Regions from separate parts of the Sus scrofa genome. Here region 2 is linked to region 1. A link is a contact called in public Hi-C data. All regions are on one chromosome and are shown on one strand. The core of a region is the stretch at or near the end of the contact, and the rest is flanking DNA. Distances in the headings are between cores, read along the strand shown. Region 1 has its middle 82 kb from the start of ZFP36L2. Region 2 overlaps LOC106509843 (a long non-coding RNA gene).

Evidence for each region. Hi-C and Micro-C count contacts between places; a contact is called where the count stands out from the background.
Region 2: a contact with region 1 is called in a Hi-C map of retroperitoneal adipose tissue, with 2.3 times the contacts expected there. The contact joins two enhancer-like sites. A contact is called at or near these places in 4 of 47 Hi-C or Micro-C datasets (embryonic fibroblasts, liver and retroperitoneal adipose tissue) and 2 of 2 datasets of contacts at active chromatin or transcription factors (alveolar macrophages and skeletal muscle).

Annotation. Positions count from the first base shown.
Region 1 is chr3:97,280,085-97,283,941 of Sscrofa11.1, forward strand. No RefSeq gene overlaps it. Among named protein-coding and RNA genes, the nearest start is that of ZFP36L2, 82 kb to the left of the region's middle. Within about 2 kb of position 1,852, at least 11 of the 83 cell types and tissues checked have an H3K27ac peak or open chromatin away from gene starts, as enhancers often do. A contact at or near this core is called in retroperitoneal adipose tissue, where this site is marked.
Region 2 is chr3:97,551,726-97,556,006 of Sscrofa11.1, forward strand. The region is part of intron 2 of LOC106509843 (a long non-coding RNA gene); the gene reads right to left. Among named protein-coding and RNA genes, the nearest start is that of TRNAI-UAU, 14 kb to the right of the region's middle. Within about 2 kb of position 2,791, at least 21 of the 83 cell types and tissues checked have an H3K27ac peak or open chromatin away from gene starts, as enhancers often do. A contact at or near this core is called in retroperitoneal adipose tissue, where this site is marked.

The DNA.
Region 1 (3,857 bases), core at 602-3,101:
CTCTGGGTCTATCTGTCACCCCATCTCCATCTGTCCCCCTCTGCCCTACTTTCCAGCCTCTGTTCTGCTATGCATTGCAGACACATCATCATCTTCTCCCAAGTCCGTTTCTAAGGAGTCAATGTGCTTCTGGTGCCCAGGGGACCCACTCTAGGTCTCTGAGGGTGTGTGACTCTGTGTGTGCCCTGGTGCTGGCATGTCTTACGTGAGTGTAAATGTCCCCAGTGCATGTGTGTCTGAGTGTTACTTTGGCATCTGTGAGGTGTAGTGGATATCTCCGGCTATGAAAACCTGTGTGTTTTGGGGGAGGGTGGTGAAGCTTAAGGGACCGAGTATGTGTGTGTGTGTGTGTGTTTGTGTGTGTGTGGTGTCACCTGTGTGTGCCAGTGTGTGAATGCATGGACTTGTCCTTTCTCCTCTCCACCCATTCAGATTTGCTCTCATCCTAAAAGGCCCAGGTCAAGCCTCCTCCCTTTTTTCTAGTTCCTAACCTCCCGCCATCCCCTCTCTCAGTCATTGCTACCCCCATCCTTTGGTGGTGGTCTGGCTGGCTTAGAGGGGATCTGCCTTCTAGAACTCCATCTCGCACAAACTGCAGGGCTGGGTGGGGCTGTAGACACATCCCGTCCCCTGATCAGCCATCAGCTTCCCTCTCCTGAGGCCAACTGCCCCCCGCCCAACCGCCATGGGGTGCTTGAATGCAGAAGGAGCTGGCAGCCTCAGCAGAGGCAGGTGGTGGCAGGCTCCCTGCCCCCGAGTGGCCAGCTGGCCCCCAGGCAGCAGGATGCAGCTCCTCACTGCACTCTCTCAGTGAGCTCCCAGGCACAGGTTGGTCAGGGAGCCTGGGGACCCCAGAGACTTCCCCCACCCTCCCCCTAGAGGCCCCCAGTCTAGGGCCTTCTCCCTGAGCTCAGGCCCCCAAGGGGTGGTAGGCTCCTTCTGGTCTAAACCCTTTGTCCCTCTCTGTCCCCTACTTCCCATGACACTGGTTCCTGTGGGAGCCCTTTCGCTTTTGCTGTAGGTACCAGAAGGTCCATTTTCTTTAACCCACGGGGCGTCAGCCCTCACTCTTGGCAAGGTGAGCAGATGCCAGAAGGCGTGGGGCCACGTCGGTCCACCAGCAGGCCAGGTTGTCCTTCCCTCAGTCCTGGCAAGGCATGCCTCTGCCTCAGGGCCCTTGTTCTAGCTATTTCCTCTGTCTGGAATGTTTTCTTCCAGACCTTGCTTGGCTCCTTCTCCAAGCTTTTGTTGAAATGTCACCTTTTCAGTAGGGCCTCCGTGGACCACCCAGTTTAATACTGTGACCTGTGTACACATGGGCACACACCCCTCTTGTCACCCCCCCCAGCACAGCCCCTCCCCCTCACCCCCCCAGCACATTACAGCTCTCAGCGTGGTTCCATCTCCTCTCTTCCCCTGTGTCACCTGCCACCTACTGACACACCTGACTTCACTTGCTTCATCTACTGTGTCTCCCCAACAAGAATATTGACCCCACGAGGGCAGGGATCTTTGTTTTGCTCGTGGATGTTTCCCAAGTGCCTGGAACTGCTGGGCCATTTTAGATGCTCTACAGACCTTTGTACAGTGTTGTTAGGACTGTCACCCAGAGGAGAGCAGCTGCACAAGCAAAGGCTGGTCCTCTGAGGGGCCAGACGGGGGCTAGCTGTCGGACCCCGCAACCTGTGGTCAGAGGGGATGGACGCTGTGCTCCCTCCCAGGGGAGGACCAGCTCCCTTCCACCCCACCTGCCCCCCTCCCTGGAACCACACCCCCAGGGCAGCCTTGCACACGTCTGTTGGCTCACACCTGCAGACCCTGCACCCAGGGCCCCACCTCCCGCCAGCCCTTGTGCACTCGCCCTTGACGTGGTGGCTGTGGTTTCAAGGCCTTAGAGGTGCAGATTGGAGTCAGGGCATCCTGTTCTCTGTGGCTGCAGCAGCAGGTGGGGGTGGGGGACAGGTTCCCCTGCAAACAGGCACACGCAAAGGCCCCTTCTCCCTGCCTTCTTACACACGCGAATACACACATGTGCACGCAGACAGATGGACACCGGGTGGCCCCCGTAGGCTGGCAGCTCTTAGGCCCCAGGCACAGGAACCGAGCACCCATCTGTAGCCGACCCACTGGGGGCAGGGAGCTGCTGGCTCCCTTCCCTGTGCCTGAGCTCCCACCTTCACAACTTCATGCCCAGCACATGGCCTGCCAACCTCATCTCAGGTCTTTTCTTTGGGGGAAGTCTTGTTCTGCCGCCTTCTGTCCTAACCACATCCCTGTGGGAGGGGTGGTGTATTCAGCCCTCAGTGGGGTCCAGTTGTCCAGCCAGTCCTGGGAGCATACTGATCCCTGGCTCAGAACCCTGCCATGGCTCCCCAATGCCCGCCAGGTCCAACCCAAACCCCTGGTCCTGGGCCTCCCCTGCTCCAGGGATCTCCACTTTGAGGAGAGGTGAGGGTGCCCTCTGGAGCCAGGCATCCTGGTTTGAATGCCAGTTCTGTGTGACCTCAGGCAAGTCGCTTAACCTCGCTGTGCCCCAGCGTCCTGCCTCACAGAGCTGTTGTGAGAATTACATAGGTTTATATATGCAAAGCATTTAGCACAGCACCTGCTCTGCAAGAAAGTTGTCAATAAATGATAGCTGGAAAGGATGTCTGTTTCCTGCCAGAAAGGACCTGAGAAATGTCTTCCAATGGGGCTTGTGGCTCAGCTCTCAGCTCTGGCCTTTCAGACTGAGCCAGCAGCTTCCAGGCCACCTGGGAGCTGGCTGGAGACTCAGAGTGCCAGGCCCCCTGGGAGTCCTAAAGCAGCAGGTGGGGGGAGGGGCCTGTACACTGTGGCCTGTAGCCATTTGTGGGGTGGGAGTCCCCTAAGCCCCCATCCCAGCCTCAGACTGGTCCACCACCTGCATCCTCTGTCTTCTGGCCTTGCCAAGGCCCCTCTGCCTTGCAAGGCTCCTGCAGGAAGAATGCCTGTCAACTTTGCCACCTCAGTGCCCACAGCTCCTATTTTCCTAGAGCCTCAGTTCCTCAAGAAGAAAGGGAATAAAAACACCCACATCCAGGGAGGTCAGGGATGAGCAGTGCACCACCGAGGCAGCCAGTCAGGGCTGAGTATTGCTACTGGCTGCACCCCAGGCCTGGTGGGTCCCGCCTGCCATGCTGGAGTCCCCGCAGGGATGAGGGAAAGACCTGTTGATGGAGGGGGGCTGGGATGAACTCTGGGAGCTGAGAGGGAGCACAGTGACCTGGGATGAACTCTGGGAGCTGAGAGGGAGCACAGTGACTGGAGCCGGAGGGTGGCTGGTGCTTCCCCAAAGCGGCCTGAATGAGGGAGGAAGGAAGGGAGGGCGAGCTGAGCACACCCTGGGCCCCAGAGGAAGTTGAAAGCCAGGGCCGTGGTGTGACAGTTCAAGGGCCCTATACCACAGCGCTCCACTCCACCCGCACCTGCTGACGTCAGTGGGAAGTGCAGGACCCCGGCACCCCACCCCACTGGCTCTGGGTCTGTGAGGCAGGGTCCCAGCCTGGAGCCTCCCCCGGCTCGTCTCTGCACAGGTGGGTGGCTGGTGGTCCCTTGTGTCTTTAGGTCAGCATTGCCCTCTCCCTGAATGAAAGGAGCACCTCTTCATCTCACCCCATGGGCTCACCTCTCCCAGGTGTGACCCTAGAGTCTATTAAACACCTGTTATATACCAGGTGGTGACACATCCACAAGCTCATTTAATCCTTCACAATACCCAGAGGAAGGCATTTTACAGATAAGGAGACCACCTCAGAGAGGTTCAGTAACCTGCCTGAGGTTGCACAGCTTGGAGGTGGCCCAGCTGGCCTTCCAACGCAGGCCCCCCGACATGGAGT
Region 2 (4,281 bases), core at 1,541-4,040, 270 kb after region 1:
CTCAGAGGGCCCACCCCACCTGGGCCCATCACAGTCCCTGTTCAGAGTTCTCTGTCTTGTGGCCTCTCTGGTTCCCCAGATCCCGGGACCTGGACCCCAGCCCTGCCCTGCAATCTGCTGCGCAGGACTCCCCCAGTCGCAGCCTATCTACCAGAATCGCCCACATCTGACTCTCCTATGCCCTGGGATACCTGCACCTCAGACCAGCTGACAAGGGCGCCTGGACCATACCAAAGTTGGCCCCATCATGTCCCAGGTCCTCACGGCAGGGTCAGTTCCTCCAGGCCCTCTTCTCCAGCAAGGATGCAGGCTCCTTCCCAGTCCCTGTTCTGCTGTGAATAACTGTCAAGTGGGGAGACGATGGCCAGTTCAGAGCTAGGGCTGGAGTCTGAGCCCAGTGGCTTTCAAAGGCACCCCCCTCAGGTAGCCACAGCAGCCCTCAGCTCCATCTCATAACCACATCACTAACAGAAACTTCTCTGATGTGGCTTAGAGGGCAAATTAGGAAGCCATGAAAACACGATTGACGAAAAGGACTGTTGAATTGAACTCAGGACAGGCAATGACTTTCTAGGTGAAGAGATCATACAGGGAAAGACATGGCTTAACAAATCATTGAAACTTCTGAACATCAAAAACACCTCACAAGTCCCATCATGGCGCAGCGGAAACGAATCCAACTAGGAACTGTGAGGTTGTGGGTTCGATCCCTGGCCTCGCTCAGTGGGTTAAGGATCCAGCATTGCCGTGAGCTGTGGTGTAGGTCGCAGATGCAGCTGAGATCTGGCATTACTGTGGCTGTGGCGTAGGCCAGCAGCTGTAGCTCCGATTGGACCCCTAGCCTGAGAACCTCCACATGTCGTGGGTGCGGCCCTAGAAAAGACAAAAAAAAAAAAAAAAAAAACTCAAAATAAAAAGGCGAGCAGTCCCTCAGTGGAAGAGTTTTTGACAGCCTTAACGTGTTTTTTCCACATATGTCCTTTAATGCCCTTGATGATTTTTAGTTGGGAACATTAGGTTGTGCTCTTATATATTAAACAAGAAAAGCTTGCTTATTTTGAATGCTTTGAATTTTGAATCTTTGAGTATATTATCTATTGACTAAAAAAGAAAAAGATGGCATTTTCAATATAAATCAAAAAATATTTTAATTGATTCTATGTGAACAGTTTATGAAAGAAAATGTAATACTAAAAAAAATTCCTAAGGGGAACTTCTGCCCCAACCCTCAGCCCAGAAAGCAGAGAAAGTGACTAAGTGTCTCCAGCAGCACCCACCCTCTGCTTTCTGCTCCCCTGTCCCTCTTCCAAGCACCTTTCTTTCCCAAAGCCCCCCACACACACTCCCTATCCTTCTTTCCCACCCCCACCACCTGCTCTCTGATGGGCTTTGCTAAACTCACACATGCTGAGGGGCTGAGGGGCTGGCAGGCTGCCCACCAGGAGAAAGCATGAAGGAGCAGGAGGAAAACTGGAGCTATTGAGATGGGACCTTATTTTTATGTTCTTTTTTTTTCCTTTCTTTATTTTTAGGGCTGCACCCACGGCATATGGAAATTCCCAGGCTAGGAGTTGAATCAGGGCTGCAGCTGACGGCCTACACCACAGCCACAGCAACGCAGGATCTGAGCCACATTTGCAACCTACACTACAGCTTGTGGCAATGCCAGATACTTGACCCACTGAGCAAGACCAGGGAATCAAACCCACATCCTCATGAATACTAATTGGGTTCTTAACCTGCTGAGCCACAATAGGAACCCCCCCTCCTTTATGTCTTTTTTTTTTTTTTTTGTCTTTTTGCCTTTTCTAGGGCCGATCCTGTGGCACATGGAGGTTCCCAGGCTAGGGAATCTAATTGGAGCTGTAATCGCCGGCCTACACCAGAGCCACAGCAACTCAGGATCCGAGCTGCATCTGCAACCTACACCACAGCTCACGGCAACGCTGGATCCTTAACCCACTGAGCAAGGCCAGGGATGGAACCCGCAACCTCATGGTTCCTAGTCGGATTCGTTAACCACTGAACCATGACAGGAACTCCCGGAACCCCTTATTTTATGTTCTGACATTGACACTGCAGGCCAAGCCCACTGTTAAGCTGCTGATACATAGCAAATCACGACCTGGAACTGGTGTGGGCTTTGAAGAAGAGTTAAAAGTTTGTCGCAGTGTTGTTTTTTGATGAGAATTTCGAAGGCCTGAGCCCTGGGGTAGAGCTTTGGATGAGTCCTTCTATACAAAACAGGTGATTAAAGATCCAGCTCCTAAGGACCGGCATCCTCGGAGCCATTTTCCCAAAGGGCAGGGGCAACCAGAGGACGGATGGGGACCTGGCTAAGGCTCTGCCTGTGGTCAGCAGAGGGCTAACAGGCAGATGACCAGGGCCATCCCTCCCCCCAATCCAGGCCTTCACTGGATGAAACAGTCTGTGGGGCAGGAAGAGTACCTTTTCTCTGCCCAAACCCCAGCCCACTGGGGAGCAAGTCCACTTTTCCCAACGTGTTTTGCTCCCACTGGGAGATGATTTGGGTCAGTGTCCCATTAGCCCAGGACAGAGTCCCTGCCCCTCCTCCTGACAACTGCTGGACAGTCAACCCTCACTGCCAACACCCTGCGTTGGCCCAAGCCGCTTCCTCTCCAGACCTCCTGCCCCCCTCTCTCCTCGGCCTGCCAGAGTCCAGGAAAGGCAGAAAGCTCTGGACAGGCCCCCAGTTGCCCTGTAGGCTGTAGATAAAATAAAGTCAGTGGCTATTCCCTAAGGTCCGCACTGCTCAGGCTCCACTACTAGGGGGAGCCCTCTAAGGCAGAGCCACAGCGCCACCTGGTGGTAAAGGGCCAACTGTGCAGCTAGGCCTGAGACAGCACAAAGACAAATACCTCCTGGGTGCCCCTTTCTTAACTATTTCAGTAGTTGCTGGGGGTCCTCCCTAGATCCCAGGAGAGCCCCATCCTGAGGGCTGAGGGACGACTGTAAAGTTGAAGTCCCCAGTCACATCTCTGACACACACACCCCCATACACATAGCAAAACCCCTTAGAAAGGGCCTGGGCTTCTGTGTCACGAGGACTAGGTCCCTCCTACCTTCTCTGGTTGATATACGTCTGAGTTCAGGCAATTACATAACCTCGTGAGCCTCAGTGTCCTGCCTCTAAAATCACTTCTTTTTTTTAAGAACAAAATAATGCCATTTGCAGCAACATGGATGAAACCAGAGACTCTCTTACTGAATGAAGTCAGAAAGAGAAAGACAAATACCATATGATATCACTTATATCTGGAATCTAATATATGACACAATTGAACCTTTCCACAGAAAAGAAAATCATGGACTTGGAGAATAGACTTGTGGCTGCCAAGGGGGAGGGAGAGGGAGTGGGGTGGATTGGGAGCCTGGGGTTAATAGATGCAAACTACTGCCTTTGGAGTGGATTAGCAATGAGATCCTGCTGTATAGCACTGGGAACTACATCTAGTCACTTATGATGGAGCACGATAATGTGAGAAAAAAGAATGTATACATGTATGTGTAACTGGGTCACCATGCTGTATAGTAGAAAAAAAAATTGTATTGGGGAAATAACAATTTTTAAAAAAAGAAGAAGAAGAAAATACAATTGCTTCTTTTTTTTCTTTCTTTTTTTTTTTTTTTTTTTTTGGCCTTGCCCTCAGCATATGGAAGTTCCCTGGGGCCAGGGATCGAATCTGCTTCACAGCAGTGACAACACCAGAGCCTTCACCCACTGGGCCACCAGGGAACTCCTAAAAGAGAAGCAATAAGAAGGCTTCCATAGATTAGGAATCAATTGGGTAAAAAAGTCCCTACAGCAGTAGCTAGTTCATTGCAAGTGTTCAAGAAATAATGGTTTCCTTACCCTTCTGTCTGGATTTGGTGCCTGAGAAACCCAGACTTACTCAAAGGCAGGGCCAAGGGGACAGTCAACACCCAAAGTCTAGGATGGGAACTGTTTCCATCTCAGCTCCTCCAAGAAGCCACTTTAAGCTATTTGCCTCTCTCTGAACACCTTGTGTTGAGGGTGACCAACCCACCTGGCTTACACTGAATGAGGGAATTTTCAAGAAGAGAAGGATCTTTGGTGCTGTCCCAGGCCATCCGGGATGTCCTTTCCTCACAGCCCAGTTCTAGGGCGGCACATAACCATGGGCTGTAGCCCAGGAGTGTGCACGGTAATATTTCCCAGTCACTGCCCCCACACGCTGTGTCTTCTCATCAGCTTCTGGTGGGAACAATACGCTTCAACCAGATGGGCGTCACCTGGGG